Linked DNA regions of Sus scrofa: all the other regions are linked to region 4. A link is a contact called in public Hi-C data. All regions are on one chromosome and are shown on one strand. Each heading gives the region's core, a stretch centred on a gene start, on an enhancer-like site or on the middle of the called end of the contact. The rest is flanking DNA. Distances are from core to core; before and after follow the strand shown.

The links. Hi-C and Micro-C count contacts between places; a contact is called where the count stands out from the background.
Region 1: a Hi-C map of liver shows a contact between it and region 4, with 5 times the contacts expected there. The contact joins two enhancer-like sites. A contact is called at or near these places in 1 of 5 promoter capture datasets (fetal skeletal muscle), 1 of 47 Hi-C or Micro-C datasets (liver) and 1 of 2 datasets of contacts at active chromatin or transcription factors (alveolar macrophages).
Region 2: a Hi-C map of liver shows a contact between it and region 4, with 7 times the contacts expected there. The contact joins two enhancer-like sites. A contact is called at or near these places in 1 of 47 Hi-C or Micro-C datasets (liver) and 1 of 2 datasets of contacts at active chromatin or transcription factors (alveolar macrophages).
Region 3: a contact with region 4 is called in a Hi-C map of liver, with 8 times the contacts expected there. The contact joins the promoter of FAXDC2 here to the enhancer-like site in region 4. A contact is called at or near these places in 2 of 5 promoter capture datasets (fetal liver and liver), 4 of 47 Hi-C or Micro-C datasets (embryonic fibroblasts, liver and skeletal muscle) and 1 of 2 datasets of contacts at active chromatin or transcription factors (alveolar macrophages).

What each region holds. Positions count from the first base shown.
Region 1 is chr16:68,703,440-68,707,166 of Sscrofa11.1, reverse strand. SAP30L (histone deacetylase complex subunit SAP30L) reads left to right here. Exons shown (of 5, transcript XR_308560.3): 2 at 1,723-1,845. Among named protein-coding and RNA genes, the nearest start is that of SAP30L, 4.6 kb to the left of the region's middle. Within about 2 kb of position 2,391, at least 2 of the 83 cell types and tissues checked have an H3K27ac peak or open chromatin away from gene starts, as enhancers often do. A contact at or near this core is called in liver, where this site is marked.
Region 2 is chr16:68,377,688-68,381,133 of Sscrofa11.1, reverse strand. It overlaps FAXDC2 (fatty acid hydroxylase domain-containing protein 2), which reads right to left. Exons shown (of 8, transcript XM_021076711.1): 5 at 555-676. Among named protein-coding and RNA genes, the nearest start is that of FAXDC2, 20 kb to the right of the region's middle. Within about 2 kb of position 1,598, at least 2 of the 83 cell types and tissues checked have an H3K27ac peak or open chromatin away from gene starts, as enhancers often do. A contact at or near this core is called in liver, where this site is marked.
Region 3 is chr16:68,357,937-68,361,354 of Sscrofa11.1, reverse strand. It overlaps FAXDC2 (fatty acid hydroxylase domain-containing protein 2), which reads right to left and starts at 2,112. Exons shown (of 8, transcript XM_021076711.1): 1 at 1,938-2,112.
Region 4 is chr16:68,528,137-68,531,825 of Sscrofa11.1, reverse strand. No RefSeq gene overlaps it. Among named protein-coding and RNA genes, the nearest start is that of LARP1, 78 kb to the right of the region's middle. Within about 2 kb of position 1,680, at least 27 of the 83 cell types and tissues checked have an H3K27ac peak or open chromatin away from gene starts, as enhancers often do. A contact at or near this core is called in fetal liver and liver, where this site is marked.

The DNA of each region.
Region 1 (3,727 bases), core at 1,142-3,641, 170 kb before region 4:
GGAGAACAGTATGAGGAAAATGTTGCAGTAGGGAAAGGACCTGTGCCAGGGGTCAGAAGGCCTGGATGACCTTGGCCAGGTCATTTCCTCACTCTGGGTGGCTTCACTTTACCCCTCTGGAAAATGAGATGGAAGCCCAGGGAGTTTCCCTGGTAACTGGTATCTCGACCTGGAATCTCCCAGCCTCAGCTTTAGGAGTCTCTTCTTCTGCCCATTCTTTTTCCAAGTCTGTCACTCTGTGAATCTGAGGGACAGCTTAGTCTCTCAGCTTTTACATGTGGAACTAGCTAACATGAGAGCCAGCTTCCTATCAGGGATGTGGAGTGTGCTGTGAGTGTGCTTTCTTCCCTGATAAAAGCATGTCCAGTAGTTTGTACATCAATTAGACGGGGTTCTTTGAAACCATGACACATGCTGTGTCTGAAAGTCCTTTGACAGTGGAATCTGGCAAAGCTATTCCAATTTGTCACCATATGTAAATGGGACTTTTCCTGGCCTAAGCTGCTTGGAGGTGCAACAGCATTTATTGGATACCTGCAGTCTCTGCAAGACACCGTCACAGAATAAACTTAAAGCTACTCCTGACTCACTAATCCAACCACATGAAAGTACTAATTCGTCTGAATAAAAAGCACTTTTCATTATTTTCTCCATGAAAAGGCCTGAATTAATTACACTGGTTTCCTATCAGCTTCCTTTTATCTTTAAGCATTTGAGGAAGAAATTCAGAAGTCTCTCAAGAACATTTGTGCAACATCTGGTTCAGTGTCAACAACCCCAAGTCATTTACACAGGCATTCAGTTTGCTAGGTTTTTGAATAGCTCCTCCAGCCACCCCGGTACTTTATTCTTAATAAAAACATGTTCTTCCCATCTCAGCTGTTGTTGCCGCCTTCACTTACTATCACGCCTCCAGCCTGCATTAGAAAATCAGTGCTAGTTAGTATCCAGGTTCTTTTCTGTGGTTCCACTTTGTGACAGTTTCTGCACCTCTTCCCACTTCTCTGTGGATCACTTGTGTGATGATGCAGGAATTATAAATTGATACACAGAGAGAAAGTTGTTCAGAGAGCTGTCATCGTAGCTATTGTCAACGTGAAGTAGGATGTCCCGCCTACCCTTACCACAGTCCCTTCTTTCATGCTCCCAGGGCCAATGTGTTCCAGCTCGTTGGAAGTTCACAACTCCTCCAGATCTGAAAATGTTGCCTTACGCCCTTCTTCAAAACCCTGGGGGGCGAGGGTGGGGACTCCGTCTTGTCTGAATGTCTAAGCTCTTCTCATGGCCCCCACGCCTGGATGTCTCATGATGCTCCTACACAGGCAGTCACCTCCACCTAAGTGACACGCATTCTGCCAGCCTCGTTTGAAACTTAAGTCTTGGCTCTTCCCATCTGGGATGCTTCTTGTCTACCTACGACCTACAAAGTCAGGCCTCCCCCCGGGCTAGCACAGCTGCAGGGCCCTTGCCCTTGGCCACGTCGGCACCATTTGTTGTCCTTGCCATTCGGGGGGCTTGGTTTATGGTGCACCGCCTCGTGTGACGGTAGCCTTCTCTTGGAGGGGGTCTCCTTGTGTAACCCTGTAGTAAACTTGTGGAAATGATGGTTCTCCCGTCTGTTTCTCCACTGCCTCTCGAAGAAGAGAAGCTCCAGAATTTGACAGGTACCTGGTGCTGTTTCCATGGGAGTGACAACTCTGACTTTAATCTGCTTTCCATCAGGTAAGGCACCTATATATCTGCGATTTCCACAAAAACTTCATCCAGAGTGTACGAAATAAAAGGAAGAGGAAGACAAGTGACGATGGTGGAGACTCTCCTGAGCACGACACAGACATTCCCGAGGTAAAAGCCCGACACGGCAGCTTGAGAAGGCAGGAAGGGTGGGCTCTGATCTGATCCTTCCCTCGCCTGGGCTGTCTACGAGGTAACTCTAGTCCCCTGGTGTTGCTGTGGCTTATTTGAAAAGGGAATCGTAGAATCCCAGTAATATGGAGTCTGAGAGCTGGAAGCTTAGAAATCAGCTGGTCCAACTGCCCCACCGTATTACAGACACTCAGTCACACAGTTTGGGGGCTCTAGTCTAGTGCCCTCTCTAGTAAGCCGTGCTGCCTTTCTGCAAGAAGCCCCTGACAAGTGCTTAAATACAACCACCCTGTCCAGATTTGTTTAACTTTGTTTTCCCCTTAAAGTTGGAGACTGTGTGTCTGCGGATTGGGGGAAGTCACTTCCCTCTCTTTTCTGGTCTGTGAAATAAAGTGTGAGTTGTCAGGTTCTACCAGCTCTGATTCTTGCTCTAGGCTTGTTCCCAAAGACCTAGTCCAAGGTCAGTTACACTGGCCCAGAGTTTCTCAACCCTGGCACTGTCGACACTTGGGGCCAGATCATTCTTTGTGGTGGGGCTGTCCCATGCCTCATAGCATCCCTGGCTTCTGTCCATTAGGTACCAGGCACACCACCCCCTGAGTCGTGACCATCCAAAAATGTCTCCAGACATTGTAAGTGTCCTCTGAGGGACAGAATCATCCCCTGCCGAGAACCATTGCACTAGACCATAAGCCCTTGGCTTCTCAAACCAGAAGACTGCCTTTCCATGAAGGTGCCACTCTCTATTAAGCAAGGCTACAGGAAGGAATATCAGATTTTTTTCTCTCTAAATTGTTTTCACTTAAGACTCAGCAAAAGAAGAACCGTTTATAATGTACATTGAATATTTGACGCATGAATATTTCATAAGGCAACCGCCTGTTAGCACGCAGAGTGAAAATGACTGTGTGGGAATAGAAAGAGTAGGCGGGCCTTTGTCTGCAGAGGCCAAGGAAACCTTTGGAAATACGGTCCTTTCCCTCTGCCCCTCCCTGTGTCCCCTTTTCTAGCATTGGTGTACCGTATCTTTCTAATGCCTTTAGCATTATTATTATTTTACAAAGAAATGGATGTATTCACTTTCTAAGTGCTTTTCACCAAAAAAAAAAAAAAAAAAAAAGATTTGAGGAATGTTTGAAAAGAATGAAGGACTTTGGTCCCTCATATTGATCATTCATTTTGTTTTTTAAGTGCTCTCCACCTGCCTGAAGCAAGAACATCTCTTTTAGAGGCAGGTAAAGGCAGCCCAACTTTCTGGGCCTTCAATATTTCATGACTGTGCAGCTTTCCTCTCTTCCTTTGTTAGAAAAAAAAAAAAGAAAGGAGGGCCCTGTCCCCTCTGTTACCCAGTCATCGGCAGAAACCCTGACCCCAGCCTGATTTTTCCACTTGCTGCGGTAGCTCTGAGCTTCTCTGGAGGGATGTTAAGGATTCTCGTACTGGAAGGTTGCGCCTAGGGGAGAACGGTTTGAGAATAGCGGCGCTTCCCTCAGTCCTCCTTCATGCCCCTCTGTCCAGTCTGCCCAGCTCTGGCCTGTCTTCCTCCAGGATGTCCGTCTGCTTTTACCTTTGCCCTCTACGCCTGCTGCCTGCCACTAGCATCACCACCCCTCCTGAGCTCAACTCCACCGTCTCATTTCTGGATCATTGCCATAGCATCTTCCTCTGCCACACCCTTCTCCCCCCCTCCCCCCGCTCCCCGCCCTGTCCCAATCTTCCTACAAACCACAGCAGATCCAGCCCTGGAACAGCACCTCCAAGCTTGGATAGCTCCTGCTTGTCAAGACGTGCTCCTAGCCTGGCTTACCTTTAAAACCCATCATGAGTGCCTCTGACCCCCTAGCCCATCTGTTCCCCTCCT
Region 2 (3,446 bases), core at 349-2,848, 150 kb after region 4:
CTCTGATTAGACCCCTGGTCTGGGAACCTCCATGTGCTGCAGGTGCGGCCTTAAAAAAGCACAAAAGACAAAAAAAAAAGAAAAAAAATTTGGGAAGGAAGACCTGATTAAAAAATAACCACCACCCCCACATTCAGAATTGATATTTTAAAGGGCTTAATCCATTGTTTCAGCAACTGCTATCCATGGTTTCAGCTTCTAGGCTTTGCTGTCCCTGCTCCTGTAGATGAGCGGGGAACTGCCTGACATCTCTGGGATGCACTGTGCCAGCCACACTGAGACAATCATTTCTGTTCCTAAAATGGTGAGCACAGTGCCCTGGACCATCCCAGGCACGTAGAGAGTGAGGTCTGGGAGTCAGAAGACCAGACATTGACCTTGACTGATGGGCTCTGAGATTTGGACCATATTATGTCCTCTCTCTAACTGCCAAAGAGGGGGATGTGGCTCTCAATAGCCATGGTCTCTTCTAGGCCAGCCGGGAGCATTTTGAGAGTGTGGCTTTAGCCCTTATTTTCTGTGCTTTGACCAGGAGAAGCTGCAGCAACACTTACAGGGTCATTCTTGCCGACCTGAATTCGGTAGCGGGAGATGAAGTTAGGCTTTCCAGTTGTGTCAACCACCAGCAGAAGTCCACTAAAGCTCCAGAAGAAAAAAACAGGTACCTGGGTGGCACCTAAGTTTTGGAAGCAGAAGGAAAATGTCAGGGCAACCTCAGGAATTGGAAGCCTACCTGTTTCCCGAGGTAGTGACCGAGGCTGCATTTAGACAGACCCTTGCCAGGGAGGTCTTGGTGCTTGGGGACAACAGGCCTGACTTTAGTCTTGGGGTGACAGACTAGCTGTGGGAGCTGGGACAGGTCGCTTAAGGGCAGTCTCTATTTCTCCTCTTAGTTATGAAATGGGGATCACAACCTAAGTGGATAGAGACTATACGATACAAAATGATGCTAAGATGTGTGATGTAGTCTAGATATAAATGAATTTCAGTTGACATTTGCGAGTCTGTGCCCACGAGCCCTTTAAGAATTGCCGAGGGCAGGAAAAGCCAAAGAAGAGCTTGGTGTGGTAGGGCGCGTGGCTGACAACAGGCACTCAGGCCCCTAATCCCCGTGGACATGACATGAACAAAGGGACTTCAGGCGTCCAGTTAGCTTCTGTCAAAGAGGAAAACCCGTCTCTTAGGGGCTTCCAATGGAACCATCTTCAGAGCCTGCCCTCTTGGAGAGTCAAGGTCCAGGCCAGTGTGGTAACAGCTCTGAGAATTCCTCTTGGACTTTGTTGAACTCAACTTTTCCCATGTTTCCTTTACCTAGAACTCTGTTTTCTCAGAATATCTCATAATAGGTTGGCCTTGCATCCCTGTTTGCCCAGGATGGTTTCAACTTACATCCGGCATTCCAGCCTCATTATTAATAACCCCTCCTTGCCTCTCACAAATGTCGCATTTGGATGACAGATCATATGGCCATACCATCCATTAGCCTCACAGCACCAGTGCTCTGCAGGGTATTTTAGGTAATGCTGATCAACACTTCAAATTCAGATACGACCTTTGCTCACGTCCCACTTTTCCGTAATGTCACATCCCAAGTATCTCTGACCTCTCACTGTGAACAAATAAGTACTTTGTCCCTCCCTACTGGCAGTGATTCCAGGGACGTTCGTTCCATGCAGAGGCTCACCGACAAGAGTGAGAGTTACCATGCAGAGGCTCACCGACAAGAGTGAGAGTTCTGAGCCCTAGCGTAGTTTCCCATGCCTGGGGACCTAGCATGGGGGGTAGGAGCCCATGGAGCATTTGGCATTGAGGGCCAGTGTGGCTTGTGCATAGGTGCTCCATGGGACTGGGGGAAAGGGAGAATCCATTCTTGAAAGGTGTACACAGGCTTTCATGTGCACTGGATCTCAAGGCAAAGCAGACACTCCAAAGGAATCTGGGTCAGACCTGACTTTAGTTCTTGGAGGATCTCCTGGAAAAACAGGGAGTGACTGGAGATTACCAACTTCCATGAAAGACTTTAGACTGATGATAGTAAAGATGATTCAAGATCTTGGAAATAAACTGGAGGCAAAGACTGATAAATTACAAGAAACATTGAGCAAAGAAATAGATTTAAGGACTAAGCAAGCAGAGATGCAAAATAAAATAACTGAAATACATTCACTAGAAGCAACCAACAGCAGAATACAGGAGGCAGAAGAACAAATAAGCAAGGTGGACAGACTAGTGGAAATCACTGACATGGAACAGAAAAGAGAAAAAAGATTGAAAAGAATGAAGACAGTCTAAGAGAACTCTGGAACAACATTAAATACACAAACATCCATATTATAGGGGTGCCAGAAGGAGAAGAGAGAAAGGGTCAAAGAAAATATTTGAAGAGATAATAGCTAAAAACTTCCCTAACATAGGAAAGGACCCACTCACTCAAGTCCAGGAAGCACAATGAGTAACATATAAAATAAACTCAAGGAAGAACACTCCAAGACACATATTAATCAAACTGACCAAAATTAAAGACAAAGGAAAATACTGAAAACAGGGAAAAGAAGCAAATAACATACAAGGGAACCCCAGTAAGGTTATTAGTAGATTTTTGAGCAGAAACTCTGCAGGCCAAAAGGGAGTGGCATGATATACTTAAAATGATGAAAGGAAAAACCTCCAACCAAGATTACTCTACTCAGCAAGGCTCTTGTTCAGATTTGAAGGAGAAATCAAAAGCTTTATAAACAAAAGTTAAGAGAATTCAGCACCACTAAACCAGCTTTTACATCAAATACTAAAGGAACTTTTCTCTAGATGTAAAAGAAAAGGCCACAACTAGAAACAAAAATACTACAAATCAGAGTTCTCATTGTGGCTCAGTAGTTAACGAATCTGACTAGGAACCATGAGGTTGTGGGTTCCATCCCTGGCCTCACTCGGTGGGTTTAGGATCCAGCATTGCTGTGAGATGTGGTGTAGGTTGCAGACACGGCTTGGATCTGGCATTGCTGTGGCTCTGGTGTAGGCGGGAGGCTACAGTTCCTATTCAACCCCTAGCCTGGGAAGCTCCATATGCCACAGGTGAGGCCCTAAAAAGACAAAAAAAAACCCCAAAAATAACAAGGCTCACCAGTAAAGGCGTACATACATTAAAGATAGGAAATCATCCACACACAAATATGCTACAAAACCCAGAAATCATGAAAAGAAGAGGGTACAAATGCAGGACACTGAAGATGCACTTGCATTAAGAGACCAACAACTTAAAACAATCATACATATATTCTATGATTCTATACCTGGCCTCACTCAGTGGGTTAAGGATCTGGTACTGCAGTGACTGTGGTGTAGGTCGCAGACGTGGCTTGGATTTACATATCAATAATTACCTTAAATGTAAATGGACTAAATCCCCCAACCGAAAGACCTAGACTGGCTGAATGCATACAAAAATA
Region 3 (3,418 bases), core at 863-3,362, 170 kb after region 4:
TTTTTTTTTTTTTTTTGTCTTTTTGCCATTTTTTGGGCCACTCCCGAGGCATATGGAGGTTCCCAGGCTAGACGTCTAATTGGAGCTATAGCCGCTGGCCTACCTATGCCAGAGCCACAGCATCGAGGCGGAATCTGAGCTGCGTCTGCAGCCTACACTGCAGCTCACAGCAACATCAGATCCTTAACCCACTGAGCAAGGCCAGGGATTGAACCTACAACCTCATGGTTCCTAGTCGGATTTGTTAACCACTGAGCCACTATAGGAACTCCTGCTCATCTATTCTGATGCACTCATTTTCCACTTGAAGAAATGGAGGCATAGAAATAATCATTATTACACAGCTATTTAGTGGCAGAACTTGAATTCAGTGCTAATATGCCAGCTGAGTTAGCCAAAGGTATAGAAGGTGCTGATGTCAGTGAATACATGGGGGGCATTGGAATTGTAAAGGGGTGCAAAGGAACAAGGTCAGCCTCTGTTAGCCACAAATAATGGATTGGATATTGTGGATGTGTTTGTGTGTGTGGTTTTTTTATTTTTTATTTTTTTTAATTCCAAAGGTAAAATAGAGAATGGCTTTCTAAGATATTAATCATTCTTTTGAGAAATATTTATTGTGTGCTAGATACAATGCTAGCCACAGGGGATCCAAAGATGAATAGACCTACTTCTTGGCTCTGTTTAGTAGCATAATAGTATAACTTTGATTTTTCTAAGGGAGAAAGTATGTAGGAGGAGAATATGAAGTAACATTTATGTTACGATATTCATTCAAGACAATGAAATGCATGTAGAAAAGAGTTAAACTCCAAGACAAAAATGACTCTCATTTACCTCTGGAATTAAAAAATGTCTCTGGACAGTTTTATCAGTGCTCCCTTCGCAGCTTTTGCAGTGGGTACTTAAAGACTCTTTTTGAGTTAACTGCCCCACTTGACTGCATGCTCATGAGGCTGAAAGCCTGCCTGTTTTATTTACTGTGAGATCCACAGCACCAAACACAAGCCTGGTTTGTAGCAGATACTCAGGAAGTTTTTGCTAAATAAATGAAAGAGGAAAAGAAGACTTGCTTTTTGCCCTCAGAATGTGTCCAGCACTGGCTCTTGAACATTTAAGCACCTGTCCCTGCACTACTTTCTAAAGTCAGAAGCTAATGAGCAGAACATTTGCTTTACTAAATTGAACTGAATCTTCATATCCCAACCAGAGAAATGTAGTTGGAATTGCATATGAAACTGAAGCAGCCTACAAGTCTGTCTTGTCTTGCTTGCCTCAGCCTCTCAGGACCTGTATGAGCACCCTGAAAACCACGGGTCCGTTGCTCACCCCATCTATGCACACTGCATTCCCCTCACACAGTGACCTCTGTGGGTGTCTCAGAGGTGTACCACACTTACTTAGAGGTAAGTCTAGCACCGAAGAGCTGTTGATAAATCCCTCTATGTTGCATCAAAACAGCTTTGGTATGGTTGTCCATCTCCTAGCCCACACATCTATCTTGGGTCCTTGCAATTTTAAGTCTTATAATTAGCCCCATCCCTTCCAGGTGACCCCAGCAAATTAGAGAGGAGAAGCAATTCAACCACAGTTGCATCCTGGCAGTCTCTTCCAGTTCAGATTTTCAAGTTCTGACTTGGGACTTTTTAAGCCAAACCCAGTCCATTTGACAGAATTACCTGTCAAATGCTAGAAAAACAAGACTACAGAGGAGGTAGATGGTGCGCACACAGGCAGAGGACATTAGTGAGCTATGAAGGGAACTCTGTGTACTAACGTAACATCCCAGGACATTGTTCAGAGGCACATGTCACCAGTACTGTAAGTGGAGAAGACGGAAAGGTGGTAGAGGGAAGAAGGGTGAACTTTAAATGAACTTGGACACATCCTGACCTTGGTGACCAGCTTCTCTGCGTGGCTTCCCAGCTTGCACTCACCTCTGCAGTGGACTGTTTCCCAGCACCTCCGAGGTACCGCTTTCTCTTCCTCCAGCCCCTGTGTGAGGTGCTGCCCTGTTGCTGAGCTGCTGCTGCCTCACCCTGTTAATACACGGGTGTGCTGGGATCCTGGCCAAGGTGATCATGTTACAGCAGCCAACTGGCTCTGGCCAGGCACGTGACAAGAGAAAAAAATTGGGTCTGTTTTGACTGGAAACAAAAACACCTTTTTGCCAAAGGACATCTCCTGAAAGCCAAGAGGAAATGTGAAATCTAAACCAGCACTGGAAAAAGCGCATCGGCTGAACTCTGGGCTTTTTTCCTTCTTTTCAAAAAACTTTCTTCATCTTCCTCAACTTAAAATGTTGCTGTCCTGTAGGAGGCACTTTTGATAAGAGACGTGGGTATCAGATAATGTTGAAGAGTGGAAAGTGGGCAGTTCAAGTGGATAGAAAGGTTCCATGGACTGGAGGACCTCATTTCCTCATTTTTGATTCTTTTGCTGCTGAGGGCAGCCAAGGGAGTAGCATCAGCTACTATGGTTGAGTCTAGATGCAGGAAAGTAATACCCAGAGAGGTTAAGTTTATACTTCGAAACAGGGGAAATTAGAATACAGGATGACGCATGATGTGAAATTGTGATAACTTTGGGAAAGAACTGAATTTTTAAACTTTCTAAGAATTATTGCTATTTTTAGAGGTTGAATTATTTTAAAAATATTTTATTGAAATATAGTTGATTTACAAGATGTGTTAATTGCTGCTATACAGCAAAGTGTTTCAGTTATACACACATACACACATAACTTTTCATATTCTTTTTCATTATGGTTTATCACAATATACTGAATATAATTCCTTATGCTACATGGTAGGACCTTGTTGTTTATCCATCCTTTACATATACTAGTTTGCCTCCGATAATCCCAAACTCCCAATCCTTATCTCCCTCCTGGCAACCAGAAATCTGTTTGTCATATCTGTGAGTCTGTTTCTGTTTTGTAAATATGTTAATTTGTGTTGTGTTTTATTTTTATTTATTTTTTATGGCTGCACCTGTGTCATATGGAAGCTCCTGGGCTAGAGGTCAAATTGCAGCTGCAGCTGCAGACCTATGTCACAGCCACGGCAACGCCAGAACCATGCTGCATCTATGACCTATACCACGGCTTGCAGCAACCCCAGATCCTTAACCCACTGAGCGAGGCCAGGGATGGAACGGCGACTATGTTGGGTTCTTAACCTGCTGAGCCATAATGGAAACTCCTATATTGTATTTTAGATTCCACAGTTCATTCTTTTTTATGGCTAATATTCCATTGTGTGTGTGTGTGTGTGTGTATACACACACCACATCTTTGTCCACTCATCTGTTGATGGACATTGAGGTTGTTTCCATGTCTTGGCCATTGTAAACAGTGCTGCTGTGGACATAGGGGTGCATGTATCTTTTTGAATTATAGTTTTATCTGGATATATGC
Region 4 (3,689 bases), core at 431-2,930:
CTTGAAGTGAGTGAAGGACCAGGCAAGCCTTCCAATGCGTGCTTTCTCACTTAAGACCACTAGGTGGCAGCAAAGACAGGCGGACAAACCTCGACCCCCTAAAGCTGAGCTTTTGATTCCAGAAAATAAATTTCACTGAATATTGACTCCTGCCTTATTTCCCTAAATATTTATGGAATGCTTGATATGTGCCAAATGATGTACCATTGTTAGTTGTATGAATGCTCACAACCTTAGGAGGGCTGTGATTATCAACTTGCAAAAGAGGAAACTGAGGCTGAGAGTTAAGTAACTTGCCGAGGTCACCGAGCAAGAAAATGGCAGGAGTTAAATTAATCATTTGGTGTGACCCCTGCCGGAACTTTTCCACGCCAGTATACCTGAGGGGCTTTTACCTTTATCAGGAAAGAGAGAGGAGGAGTTCCCACTGTGGCTCAGCGGGTTTAGAACCCAACATAGTGTCCGTGAGGCTGTGGTTCCATCCCTGGCCTCACTCAGTGGGTTAATCAGGTTGCAACGAGCTGCAGTGTAGGATGCAGATGTGGTTCAGATTCGGCGTGGCTGAGGCTGTGGTGTAGGCCAGCAGCGGCACCTCGGATTCGGATTTGACCCCTAGCCTAGGAACTTCCATATGCCGCAGGTGCGGCCGTAAAAGAAAAAAAGAGAGAGTAGGATTTTTTTCGGTCTTGTTTTGTTGTCTTTTTAGGGTCTCGCCCAGGGGCGAATGGAAGTTCCCAAGCTAGGGGTTGAATTAGAGCTCTCTTTCCCCCCCGCCCCCTCCCCCCGGCCCCACCAGGCAGAGACATCCTCTGTGGACACCCTCTCTGTGTGCACGGGGCACACACACATTGAAAAAGTACCACTTTTGGAGTTCCCGCTGTGGAGCAGTGGGTTAAGGATCTGGCATTGCTGCAGCTGCGACGCAGGTTGCTCCTGGCTCAGATTCGATCCATGGCCCGGAACTTCCATACGCTGCCGAGAGGTGAAAAAGGAAGGAAGGAAGAAGAGGCACCACTTTTTAGGTTTCAACGTACAGATCCGTCACCACAAAGGAATGGAAGAAGGAAAGGAGAATGGAAGCCCCCAGGCTTTTGTTGACACAATAGGGCAGTGGGGAGGGGAGGGGGGAGGATTCGAAAGCCGTTGGAAAATGCCTCAAGGGCAGAAGGCGACTTTAGGCTCCACCCTGTGATTTGGAGCCTCTCCGAGGGGGCTTTCTCGGGTCTCTTACGGTGGAGGGGGGACGCCCCAACACGGAGCTACAGCTAACGAGAGAGACTCCCCCGTGCAGTGCCTTCCGCCCCCCTGTCCCCAGCCACCCACCCTGCCTCGGCTTCCTCCGCCCTCTCCGCACCCTCGCAGCTGAGAGGAAACTGAGGCACAGGGGGGTGGATGAACGGTGATGGGCAGTACAGGGCGGTCCTAGGCCCGGGGACACGGAGCGAGGGGGCGTGAGGGTGGTCCTGGACCCGCCGCTGGGGAGGCGACCCCCAGGGCCCACAGCAGGGAGCAGGCAGAGGCTCTCCCTTGCCGACAAGCTGGGCGTCCTTCTGACTCCACCCTCCCCCGGCGCTGCCCGCCCCTCCCGAGGGCACACTTTATCTGAGTCCTGGGCACACAGCTGCACACTCTCACCCGCTGAGGCCCTCCCTGGAAGGCGGCATCTGACCTTTGGACATGTAAACAAGACTTGGCCTGGCCCTGGGTGGCAGGGCTTGTCCTTGGGGCCGGTCGACTTGGGCATGACCAGGCAGGCATGTTTGCGAGGGCTCAGGGTCACACTGGGCCTCCGCGGATCACTCAGAGTTGATCCTGGAGGCCCAAGGACAGTCCATCCTGCTGTCGGCCTGTACGCTGGGGACTCTCAGTGGTATTTTCGGGGCCCAGGTGACTTCCTAAAAGAGGAGCAGGCTGGAACCAAAGACTCTCAGGGGAACCTCAGGGGTTCAGAGAGGGGATGACATGTACTCAGAGCCACACAGCAGACAAAAGTCACATCCACAGACAGACCAGGCTGGTAACACCTTCTCTGGGTCTTAGCAGCTTTTCCATCCAGTGGGAGAGGCCCACCAGCATCCCTGGCTCACACCCCTGCTGCAGACCCTGGCCCCGCTGGTACACCCACCCCCTGAAGCTCCTCTTATCTCCAGGGCCCTGGAACCTGCTGATTCCTGGGGCTGGGCCCACCCTCTCTGGGGTCACCAGATGAATGGGACTGCAGGGGCTGTGCGGGCCTGATATGGGGCTCGGTGGGCCCCAGCCTTTATCAGTGGGGATTGGGACTCTGGACAAGCAGGTGGCCCCATCTGGAAGAAGGAGCAGTGGGGAGAGGGTACCCAGGTCCTGGGCCAAGGAGATACAGGACAGGAACTTTTTTAGTAACTTTTCTAAATCTTTTTTTTTTTTTTTTAAAGCAAAATATTGCTTTCTCTGATTAGAAAGGTCCAGGCATGTTCCACCAAATTTAACAGAGCAGAAAGAGATGGCATTGAAAGTGAAAGCGCCTATAAGACGTTTCCGAGGCATAATCCCCAGGCCCAGTTTGGGGTTATCTCCAGATTTTTTTGTACACATAGGCTAGCCTTACTAGATTGGAATCATATCATCGGCTCCAACCATGTGGCTTCATAGTTTCATCTCTGAGCCTCAATTTTTTCATCTATAAAACTTCGCAGGAGAGTTCTGTGACACAGGAGGTTATGGATCTGGCATCGCCCCTGCTGTGGCTTTGGTCACAGCTGTGGCTCTAGTCAGTGCTGGGACGCAGGTTCGATCCCTGGCTTGGGAATTTCCACATGCCACAGGCATGGCCAAAAAAAAAAAAAAAAAAAAAGTATTGCATGAATGTTGTCAGGATTACACAAAGTAATGCATGTGTGGCACCTAACCTGGGCCCAGCCCCCAGAGAGCTCTGAATAATTGTCAGTATGTTCCTCTTGTGGCTCAGCCAGTGGTAATGAACCCAGCTAGGATCCATGAGGACTCGGGTTCGATCCCTGGCCCTGCTCAGTGGGTTAAAGGATCTGGTGTTGCCGTGAACTGTGATGTAGGTCACAGACATGGCTCAGATCTGGCGTTGCTGTGGCTGGGGGGTAGGCCAGCGGCTACAGCTCTGATTCAACCCCTAGCCTGGGAACTTCCACATGCTGCAGGTGTGGCCCTAAAAAAAGTAACTGTTCAATGTCACCAGCGTTGTTACGTCACTGCCTTTATTTTTCATTTAATGACACAACACCAGCACCTTTCCAGGTCGGTGCCAAAGATGATGCCCACTCTGATGGACAAATTCAAAGCTTTCCTTGTTTGTGGGAATCATCATTTATTTCTTAACCAATTTTATGGTGGTCTCATTTATATACAAGAAAATGTACCCATTTTTAAGAATACAATTCAGTAAGTTTCAGAAATTATACACCCCCAAATTCCCTCACGCCCCTTTGTAACCAATTTCTCGGCCCCCGTCTCCAGCCCCACCACACAACCACCAAACTGTTCCCTGTCCCTAAGTTTAGATTTCCCTTTTCCAAAATTTCATTGAATGCGTCACATGGCAGGCACTCTCTGGGGCGAGACTTCTTCACGGAGCATAATGTTTCTGCGTTACCAGAGTTCATTGCTTTTCACTGCAGGAGAGCGTCCCCCACAAGATTGGGACAATTTGAGTTTCCTTTTTCCACCCGTTGATGGAT